Regions from separate parts of the Siniperca chuatsi genome. Here region 2 is linked to region 1. Evidence: chromatin contacts called from public Hi-C data. All regions are on one chromosome and are shown on one strand. Each heading gives the region's core, a stretch centred on a gene start, on an enhancer-like site or on the middle of the called end of the contact. The rest is flanking DNA. Distances are from core to core; before and after follow the strand shown. Region 1 holds the start of mboat2a (lysophospholipid acyltransferase 2). Region 2 overlaps mboat2a (lysophospholipid acyltransferase 2).

Evidence for each region. A called contact is a pair of places that touch in the nucleus more often than the background predicts.
Region 2: a Hi-C map of skeletal muscle shows a contact between it and region 1, with 8 times the contacts expected there. The contact joins the enhancer-like site here to the promoter of mboat2a in region 1. A contact is called at or near these places in 2 of 3 Hi-C or Micro-C datasets (skeletal muscle and an unstated tissue).

The regions. Positions count from the first base shown.
Region 1 is chrLG15:15,397,688-15,402,779 of ASM2008510v1, forward strand. mboat2a (lysophospholipid acyltransferase 2) reads left to right here and starts at 3,275. Exons shown (of 13, transcript XM_044166963.1): 1 at 3,275-4,057. The coding sequence starts at 3,824.
Region 2 is chrLG15:15,434,498-15,440,346 of ASM2008510v1, forward strand. mboat2a (lysophospholipid acyltransferase 2) reads left to right here. Exons shown (of 13, transcript XM_044166963.1): 4 at 258-353; 5 at 1,509-1,564; 6 at 3,181-3,235; 7 at 4,167-4,353; 8 at 4,976-5,168. Among protein-coding and RNA genes, the nearest start is that of kidins220a, 11 kb to the right of the region's middle. Within about 2 kb of position 1,669, the one cell type or tissue checked has an H3K27ac peak away from gene starts, as active enhancers do.

The DNA of each region.
Region 1 (5,092 bases), core at 2,025-4,524:
GCATGTAGTGATGTAGTCCAGTGAGGATGAGAGAAGGGACTTCCAGAGGTGCTTGGCATAAATAAATAACTTACAATAATAAGCACTTATGTCTCCAGTCTCACATGCTTTCAAATAAGTGAAATGTTTTATCTATTTATTGATAATTCATTTTTGTTAAGATTATACTATCTGCATTTTTGTTCTCTGCTCTCAGATGTGATCTTACTTTGGCCAACAGTGTGTTTTTGCTCAGCCAACTTTTCTTTAACATTTGATGGATCCTTTTGCAGTCAATATGATGTGCAGGCTCAAAGAACCCTGTGATACACCAGCGATTGTTAAATAATTGAATATGCCCATCCCTCGCAGGCACACACACACACACACACATATATACAAGCACAATATGCGCTGAGTCACTCTTCTACATACAGTCAGAGTGACTGGGATTCAAAAGCAGGTTCACTGAAATGTATTGCTTCACAGCAAAATGCAGAAGGTTTTGACACAAACTCTTTTAAAACAAAAGCCCAAACAAAAAGCGTTGTTGGTGTGATGTTCAATCACATATTTTTCTATTACCACTGGGACTGCAAGCACTAAAAAATGTATGCAACTGTAAGAAACAAAAAAGGTGTGCTAATGCTGCAAAAGCACAGGCTGTTCATGAAAAAACAAAAGCCTAATAAACAAGGGCATTCCTGAGAGACACACAAACTGTACTGTGAAATGAAAAATATTAATTATCATGCATAAGCAGGTGAGTTTCCTTTACAGTCTTGTGTTTCCTGGTTTAGGAGTATTGGGGCACTTTGTCTATCTGAGGTTCTAGCATTTGCATTAGACTCATATATATAAAAGGTTTTAAACACAGCTTTGCTTCACAAATAACAACAACTGAACAAGTACAAAATATATCACAAACACAAAACAAGGCCAAGGTAATTCCACAAAACCTGGCCTTGCTATTATTGCACAGATCTCTGATATAAACATGATGCTAAAAAACTAACCCAACCCTACAATGATCAATTTATTCATGTTTTTATTAGGAGGAATATATCATGCGTCTTAGCACAGTATGCAAATCAGCAAATGTTGGTTTTGCAGTAGTGAACATCTTATTGAACATCTATTTCTACTCATGCTCATGCACATTGATTTTATTTAGACTAAAGTTGTGTAATTTATTGTAATTCAAGGGAACATACATCAGCCAGTTTTCAAAGAATCACTTTCCACTAGCTTGAGCGGGATAATGCCTGCCTTGCTGCAGCTCATTTGATGATCCAGATAGTTTCTCTCATTTATTATCTGGTGGAGCTCCAATTCCTCCTCCTTTTTGCCCCCCCCCCCCAGACGTAAGAAGAGCTCTGACGTAATAACTGGAACCTGTCCCCCAGGGCACCTGAAGGTCTTTACTGTTTAGTGCTCCACTGCCTCTGCTCTTCATTCTTCTTCGTCCGCCCTCTCTGCTCCCTATCTTTGCAGTCATTCATTGGAGTTTGTGTACAGCTCATTCTGTGGTAGCATGTGCCAACAACAGATGAAAGACTTGGCCTGTATATAGAGTCAAAATTAGGCTCTCTGGGCATCTTGCTTCCTATCCAACTTAGTTTCACTTTCCTGTAGTTTATCTGATCAATATTATACTTGATGCTCTTCATGATAACCAATAGTAAGGAGTACAGAGGTCACACAGAGCCATGATAATGTTCCTATGAGAGAATTTTTAGAAATAAATATGAGGAAAAGAGTGCCGCCTTATTGTATACTCTGCTGTTTACTGTACTGTCTACAAGGTGAGTGATATGCATAGTCTAGTTTTTATTCAATTGCCTAGTCACTTTTTGGGTATATTTGTATCAAAATGTTTCCTGATAAAATTTCCTTGAACCAGTGTCACTATGACAAATCCATCTACATTTAGAGCTCTTTATAAAGTGATTATTTCATTGATGATAAGCATATACCAACAGTGACTTAGTGACAGCACAGCACATGACCTAAATCTTTCTGTCTTGATTCATAAACCTCTTATAATTACTCTCCCATTCTCACATTGTATATACTTTGGAAAAATTCTAATGTTGCAGGAACTCCCTGCACTGTGTTAACAAAAGTGGAAGGTTGCAGTCAGATGAGTTGTCATTGGTTTGTAAGTGCTGCCCTCTATTGGCTACTGCGCCTTGTTACAAACTTTCTTCAAACAATACATTATTTCAAAAGAGATTAGTTCAGTGAAAACAAAATCTGTAACTACAAAGCATGATCACAACTTCACAAGAACAATGTAGAGTCCGTGGTTACAAAATGCAGCAAAGCACAAGTTTAAACCTAAAGAAATTCCAGTTTGATGAATTATGAATATGGTATAAACCTATTTTTTGTATGTCCTACATTTTTAATCTTTTATTTTAGGATTATTTCTATCATAGGTTTTATTAAGGAAATACAATATATTTATTTACTAAATTGTATCTAAGTAGGGTTCTGGGTACAATCACTGTAAACCACTAGGTGGTGCTGATAGACAGCGAGAAAACAGGCTGCTGCAAGTTCCAGAGGCTATTGCATTCAGGCGACCAATAGCTGTCTAATTGATCACAATAGTTTAATTTTCATACACAATTAATTCTTACCGTTCACCTTTCGATGTATTATTTTCATTGTAACGTCATGATGTAGTGCAATCAATATTATGCAGGTATGCAGTATATTTTTTTCTTTCTTTTGCTTGTCTTTCGCGTCTGACAAGCACAGCCAAACTAAAAACACAATTGAAATATATTCAAGAATATGTAGTGACATAAAAATTAGAGCAACTTAATTTTACTAGCTACATTAGGCTACATTGGTGTCCCATGGTCTATAGACAAAATACATCTAGTTGTGAAGCATAGCCTAATATAGGCTATATGTCCATTTATAGCTTGTAAAATGTTTGCACAATGTCAAAAGTGTGTCAGTATGGTCACAATTTACAAAGAGCTGCTGATCTATTTTTTTATGCCGCTAAAAAGACCAGTGCAGACACAGTAGTGCAGATGCAGGCCTCGCTGTTCCCTATGAACAAACATCACTGGGCTCATTGTAGTCGTTTCCTCAAATGAATCGTGCCAAATCCCCCCCTTACGTCACACTTCTCTCCTTCATGTGTGGAATGCTATAAATGTGGGAGGGGTGTGGGCCACACGCAACATTGTTCAGTTCAAATTCAATTTGCCTTGAATATTGTAAATCAAGATATCCCTTCCATGTACAAAGTGGGATTGGCTGATGGACTTCCTTTCTCTATGCGATAGGACAAAATAGATGTTTATTACGGAGGGCTGGACCGCCTTCTCTCCACCCACACTATAACCACTTTTGTCGTCGTCAGAGATACTCTGCTATCAAGATAGTTCACGTCTTACTCTACCATTGTCTCCAAGCGTACAAATATTTTAAACATGGATTAGTAGGCACAGAAGAGGTTAGCAAACAGGAAGGCACAATTTCTCTTTCCATGTAGAAAACGATGAGAATGTTGATTTTTGACATACCACGCATGCTCACAAAAGGAGCGACCGTTAAGTTCTTTAGACACCTCTTAAAACGAGAAATGTTGTATTTTTTAACGTTTTTGACAGTAGAGTAGGTCACTTACACCTAAAACGTCACCCCCTTATGCTAATTTATATACAAATACATGTACAACAGCAGTAAAAACGCCACATGCGAGGCACTCTCACCGAGTCCCAGCTAAAAACACGACGTCTTGCGTTGCCAACGGGCGTTAGACGAAAGAGAAAGTGCTCAAGCAGTGAAATCCTCGTCTTGGTTTTGTACTCTTTGTTGGATGTGTGCTGTGGATGACAACCGTCCAGCCCGTCTCAACAACAGCAGCGACGGCGGCGGCGGCGGCAGTGTGTTTATCATCGCAGCAGCCGAGGGGAGTGAAGCGAACCGGAGGAAGGAGCGAAAAAGGATTTACGGACACCGACCAAGCATGGCTACCCAAACGACAGCATCATGTACTGGATCCACTCTGTTGCAGCCAATCAGCGAAATTATCAATCTCCCTCTTGACCAGGTATGTTTTTGGATGGAGACATATCGATACATGAACCGTCCGAGTTGATAATATGTTTTAAACAGCATGTTTATCATAATTAGATAGCATATTTGCATATAACATTAACGTTAGCAGAGGCTGATGATGCGCAGCGCTATTCTTCCCAAACGTTACCGTAGCCTTTATACATTGCGGATTTATTGAAAACGAGTGCACAAATTCACTGTTGGCGTTTCACTGTCACCATCAGCTAGTCCCCTGCCAAGCTACACTACAGCTAATGCCTTTTGTCTCTTCCCTTCGATGCCCAGAGCCTTCTCCAGTGGTCCCCAAACTGGGGTCCGAGGACCCCTCAGAGATCTGCTTTCCATCGGATCACCAGTATAATCTGGATTAACTAGTTAAATTTCACCAACAACATTCACTTGAAGTTAGCCCAAGAATAGTGTGTATTTAGGCCGCAATGATTAATCTGCCAGATTGCAACAGTTTTTTCATTGCTAAGAAACAGACAAAATAAAGCTAGTTTAATAGAAGAAAAATACTGAGCTGTAAAACGGCTCCTTAAAATGGAAAAGGCTGGGAACTTTAATCTATTTGGGATGAAATCAGATTTTGGATTTGGCATGATTCTAATATGGCTATTCAGTGGACCTTCAGTTCACAGCCACCTGGAGCTCTGTATCTAGTTTTGAGAAAGCCATGCAATTCATATGTTATTATGAGGAAAAGCCTATATTTTAGAAGTCCATAACTGTAGGAATCACAGCTCGGGGAGTTTTACATTTGTAAACCTAAACCAGGTAAAAAGAGAGTTAAAGAAAGATGTGGTTTGTGGTGTTCATTCAGGCACAAATTACTTTGCTGGTCATCATTGCTCATCTATAATGAGAGAGGGCACCACACCTTCTCTGTCAGTCTTTTCACATTTTGAAGCAGCATTGAAATGGGTTGGTAAACCACTGTAGCTATGGTTCGTCTGGAAATATGGGATTATATTAGCTAGGGATAGTTTTCTAAAGTGGAATTCATTATAATATGTGCTTCACATGT
Region 2 (5,849 bases), core at 419-2,918, 35 kb after region 1:
GATGGACTAAGTTTATTTTCTATCCTCAGAACAGTACGGGTAAATGTGTATTAAGATGCCCTGCCTGAAAAATTCCATATCACTGTGTAGATTCAATTATTTAGATTAACGATTAATGTTACAACATATGCACCAAGATTTCATAGTTGTTTTTGGCTTTTGAATGCAACATTTCTGTATTTTTACACGTTTCACCTACATAGCCTGTGTCATCATTTATTTCTCTCATTTCTCTTTTGTTCCCTTTCTCTGTACAGGTACTGCTTCATCGTGACGCTTGGCTATCTGATATTGTGTCAGATCACACGAGTCTACGTGTTTGACTATGGCATGTACTCTGCAGATTTTACAGGGTAAGCTACACTAAGACCACAGAGCTCTTTATAATCTTTTTGGTTCTTAAGTAAAAACTGAAGACCTCCGTTGGTCTTAACTTTGGAGTACAAATAAAACTAAAAAGAGAAGTTACCATTATAAGTCAGGGGAATATTGGTTTTGACTCAACCAGTCTGAGCTAAACAGAAACAAGAGCGTGTCACACTGCTGTGTCCGCAGTCGATAGCGACTATAGTTCCTTGTGGTTGGTTCCCACTCCTCCAGACTGTCTGACAATTCAAGCAGACAGCCTGCACTCCCAGCAGGGTGGGGGTGGCTAGTTGCTAAGCAACCTAATGCAAACCCATACTGCCTCTGCGAGAGCAGAGATTTCACTATTTCAACAACCTTGTCTGCTGTCCCTCTGTTTTTCTTGAAAATGTCAGTCATGTTTTTCTAAGCGTCTGTGTGAGCCTTATAGGCAAATGGGCTTTGTTCTACAGGACTAGGCAATCTTCTTCTAATTTTCCTCAATCCTTTGAAGCTATTTTATTACAAGACCATAAAATCTCTGGTGTGTTGCTTGTTTTTGACTCTGTAGTTTAACTTGATGCTGCCACCAGCAGTTTTCATGTATGAAATTAGTCAGGAACTTGTACTTGATGATGCAAACATCAACAGAAAGGTTGTATATATCTAAATGCAGGCTAAAGCACATGAGAGCAGATTTTACAATGTTCGTTGATAGAGAATGGCTTTATTAAGTCAAGAGGAAGAGGGCTGAGTAGCATAGGACCGGATTGGGCCTAAAGAATAGAGAAGAAGAATAGAAAGAATAGCTACAGGAAGTTCAGAAAAGGTCTGCAATTACCCTGGAGGAAATTTTCCATTGTGGAGATACTACTGCAGCTGATACTGTTACTATTATTACTGTAGGAATTGGCATCAGTTGGGGCCATCAGTTACCCATGTAAAATGCAACAATACTGGTTGAATAAACATAGGCTAGCAGTTTAACATGATAACTTCTTCTAGACTAAAATAAAGGTTAAGTATGTGTGAAAAGCATTTATTTGAAAATGTCAGCTTGTTAAGAAAAAGTCAAACGATGAGCTGGTTGTATGATCTGTACTGAGAGGTTTCGAAATTCACAATATTAACTTGGCCTTTTTCTGTTTGGTGCTCTTTATTAGGCCCATGATGGTTATAACACAGAAGATTACCAGCTTGGCGTTTGAAATACATGATGGTAAGATGAGCATCAAAGCGTCTCTAAAGCATGTGTGTTTGAGTGTGCGTGTGCATTCTCTGTGGGGGGAAAAAAGTGGCAGACGTGACATAAGTGAAAATGGTTCACTTCTCTTTGGAGTTTAACAGATCACAGAGCCACGTTTCCGAGCCAGTAGTCAGTTCTGACAATGGACTAGTGAACCTGAAAGGGAGCATAAACACAGTTATGTAATGGAGCAATGACCAAGTATGCACTCTCTCCTTCTCTTTCTTTCTGTAGTATCAGTTTAATGGCTGACTTTAAACACAAGCTCATTTTGAACTAGGCTGCATACTTTTAAACAGTGGATAATAATGCTTTAACAATTTATTGGCTAAATGTAAAACAAGGCACGGTATATGTAGTTGTCCTCTCATGTGCCCTGCTAATACTGAAGTCAGAAGTTTTCTGCTCTAACTGAAACACCACATGTGCTAATGAGCAATAAATAAAGATGGAGACTTGACACCGAGGTTAAAATAAACAAGTGTGATCAAGTGTCAGAGAGGCTTAGAGATTGAGAGGATGATGAGAGTCACTCGCAGCGTTTTAGTTCCCAGTTGCAGTCTTAAGTCCCCTCAGGATATTCTAGACTGAACACAATCAGCAGTCTAATAACAGTTTGTGTATTGGTGTGTGTGTGTGTTGGCAGGTGTATGCATGTGTATGTAGTGTAGAGTTACGTAGTGTTTTAAATTCTGTTCAGGTCACTGATTCTCCTGTGAGTCTGATAAGAAACTAAGACTGTAATTCCCATCCTCAGAGAGCTGTCACATCCTTATATACACACACACTTGCCATATTTGTCTATTGTATTCCAGCTCTTAAGAATACAGATTTATTAAAGGCACAGTGAAGCTGCTTCACAATTCATCTTTTCATTCATTTGATTGGGATCAAAGGTTTACTTGTGGCCAGAGGAGCAGCAGAATCTAACTAAACATAGCCTTGCACGATGAGCCGTACCCTCAACCGTACCCCATGATGCCAAATCTGACCACGAGTGTTCAGTCTAATGAGTTGCAAAGCCGCAAATCTTCATAAACAAAGACTGATTAAAACAAATATATCCAGACATTTAGCCCAAATAATAGAGCAGATTTTTACAGTAAATACAGTACAACCAGAACAGTGGAACAACCTGAGTTAGATGATGAGTTCTTATGAGGTTATGTACACAACAGCCTGCTCTCTCTGTTGCAATCATCTTTTCTCTCCACTCTTTGCCCCTCCTCTGTCTCACTCACTGTCCTCTGCCAACTCAGCTGAAGGAAGGTATTATTTAGGTTACACAGCAGTTCACACGTCCTTCCTGACCTCTGAGCCCATGTGTTGCAATAAGTTCCTCTGGCACTGGCTAGGTTTGGTTGCAATACCTGCAAACCTTGAGACTCAGCACATGTCATTACTATGAACTTCAGAGTTTTATCAGAATACATGTAATGTGTGTTATTCTATGCTATTATGCTGTTATCCATACCCCATGTTACCATTGAAAGAAACTGATTCTCAGAACATGATTTCCAGGTGTATGTGTACATAAATGAAATGTATTTCTTTGAATGTAACATGTATCTCTTTATGTCTGTCTGTAGGATTGACCAAGCGAGACGGGCAGCTGACTCCCACTCAGAAATACCTAGCTATCAGGTATGTGACTCAGGTATGTTTTTACTGCTTCAGATGATGGGCTCATTCAATCAAGTTGAATTAAAAAGCTGACATGGTCTTAAATTAGAGTTATTTTTATAAAGGTTTCATTGCTTTCTGAATAGGAAATCGCCACATTGCCCCCCTTTCAGGCTCTCTCTGGTGTTATCAAGCAGTTGTTAGGCACTCTGTATCCAGGAAACCACACATTCACTACTCTCATGACCGGTATTGCAGGAATGCCCTGCCCTCCATCTGTCCTGAGCATTACGACCTCAGATTCCTTTCCCTGCCAGTTATTATTGGAGATGGTGCAGAAAAAATGTAAAAAAGCAGGATTTTCTGTAGGGATTTTCTGCTACTGTAAATTAACAGGGAGTTAATATGTGACAACATAACAGAATACAACAGAGATAAGAGACAGAGCAGAGAGCAGGACTCACATCTTGACATAACTGTTGCAAATATTAAATGCACTGACCAGTGTACCTATAACGTCCCAAATATGTGTATGAGGCACCAAACCTTTGTTTCATAAACTTTTGCTGGGCTACTGTGAGTCAGCCACTAACTCTAAGAAGGCTACTGGGAAGGTGAGGAATTAGCAGTCGAAAAAAGAGCTCCTGTTCAGGCAGTTCGATTTCTACCTCATCCAGCTGATTAAATTCAGCAAGGAAGGGTAAGAGTCCACAAAAATCTTCAGAGTCAGTCAAAGCACTCAGGCCCTCTCTTTTTTCCTGCACAGTTGAATAGAATGGACTGCACTAGTTCCTCAGTGGACGGGCAGCCATCCCTACACATGATATTTCATCTGTTCTCCTATTATACTGTATTTTTAAATGGTTGGGCACTACATGAAAACATCTTCTAATTTGCATTGTTTTCTCCCCCTAATATATCTGCTCTTGTCTCTTCCCTGTGGCCCTTTAAGGCGGATGCCCAGCTTGCTGGAGTACCTGAGCTACAACTGTAACTTCATGGGCATCCTGGCAGGACCCACCTGCTCTTACAACGACTACATGGCCTTCATCGAAGGCACAGGCTACCAGCCACGCCACCAGGAGAATGCCAATGGCAAGGAGAATGGGAAGTACAAGCAGAGTGAACCCTCTCCCAAGGTACACCACAGTTTTTACCACTTGAATAGAAGTGCATACATCATGTGAAGTCTGCAAACACTGCGGTAAAATAGACCTACATTTTATGCTATGGTTGGTGAGAATCATTCTAAAATGCTTTAAACCCTCAAAGAGAGTACTTGAATGAGCGGTTATGATATTACAAAAATGGGACTTTAAACTATGCAATTCTCTTTTTAATGCATATTTGGGTAATGTTTGAAAAAGGCCCAAACACTAGTAGAGCCGTTTTAAGGTGTGCAGGGTAATTATAATGCATTTGGTTCCCTTTTAGAGAAACTGAGAGATTATTGAGAATTTAATGACACAAATGTCTAAACCTCAAGGTTATTTGTGTTTTCTTTCTGTATAATGCATTAATAATTTAATAACACTCCAAGATTTGAGTGTGTGTTGTCTCAAAAGAGAAAGGAACAGAGAAAAACACAGGCATCGCCAAATATAAAACATGAGAGAATGCTCAAGGACTTGAGTTAACCTCGAGTCAACTTAACAGAGCTTTTGAAGTACAAGTATCACGTCTCCTAATTGTTGTTTTTGAATATAATGGTACAATGGGTTGCTTCTCTGTATCCCACTCTCTTCTCTTACCTCTACCCAGAATGACGTCATCTCCAAGCTGTGTACATGTGCCATCTCGCTGGCCATCTATCTGTCGCTGTGCAAGCTGCTCCCAGTGGAGCACTCCATAGACGATGACTTTGTCAACTCCACACCCTTCCACCTTCAGGTCATCTACCTTTACCTGGCCATGCTGTCTCTGAGGCCAAAGTACTACTTTGTCTGGACACTTGGTGAGTTTGATGTGACTGGATTACAGTACTCAAGTACACATTTCCTCCCACCCATCTGATATTCAATTTACTTGATTGTTGGTGAATCAAAAAGACAAGCAAACAATGACTGACTAAAGTCTGTGATAACTGTAATTTCACCTTTACCTGTAAAAGTGTAGAAGAGCAAAGCTTTGGTAGGAGAGGAAGAGGAAAAAATGTGTTGTTAATGGCCTTCAGAATCACATATTTGATCAAATAATGGGTGTCAGAAGAGACTGGAAGGGTGACAGTGAGTTGCCCTTGAAAGTACCTGGATGGACTTTGTGTATCTCTGTCTTCTTTTGTCAATAATGAACTTAGACGGAAGACTCTGCTCCATCCTCTGGAAGAGTCTAATTGCTTGACTCTCAATACAAAGTGAGTGAATTTGGAGTGAATGAAGCAGGACTAAAACGGATGTGAATTTTATACAGAAGTGTTACTACTTTGGTTTTGTTCAATGCTACTACTCATTTGAGTGGTATGAACTCACTGAGCTGTTCAGAAAATTAGGTTCTTTCTAATTAGTCTGTACAGTATGTTGAGATGCAGCCTAAAAAAAGTCCTAACTTTTATTTAAGTGTTTCCTGAAGTAACAGTGCCATCTAGTGTTGAATTGAAAACTGCACCTCTTTATTCTTAACCAATGGCAAATACATG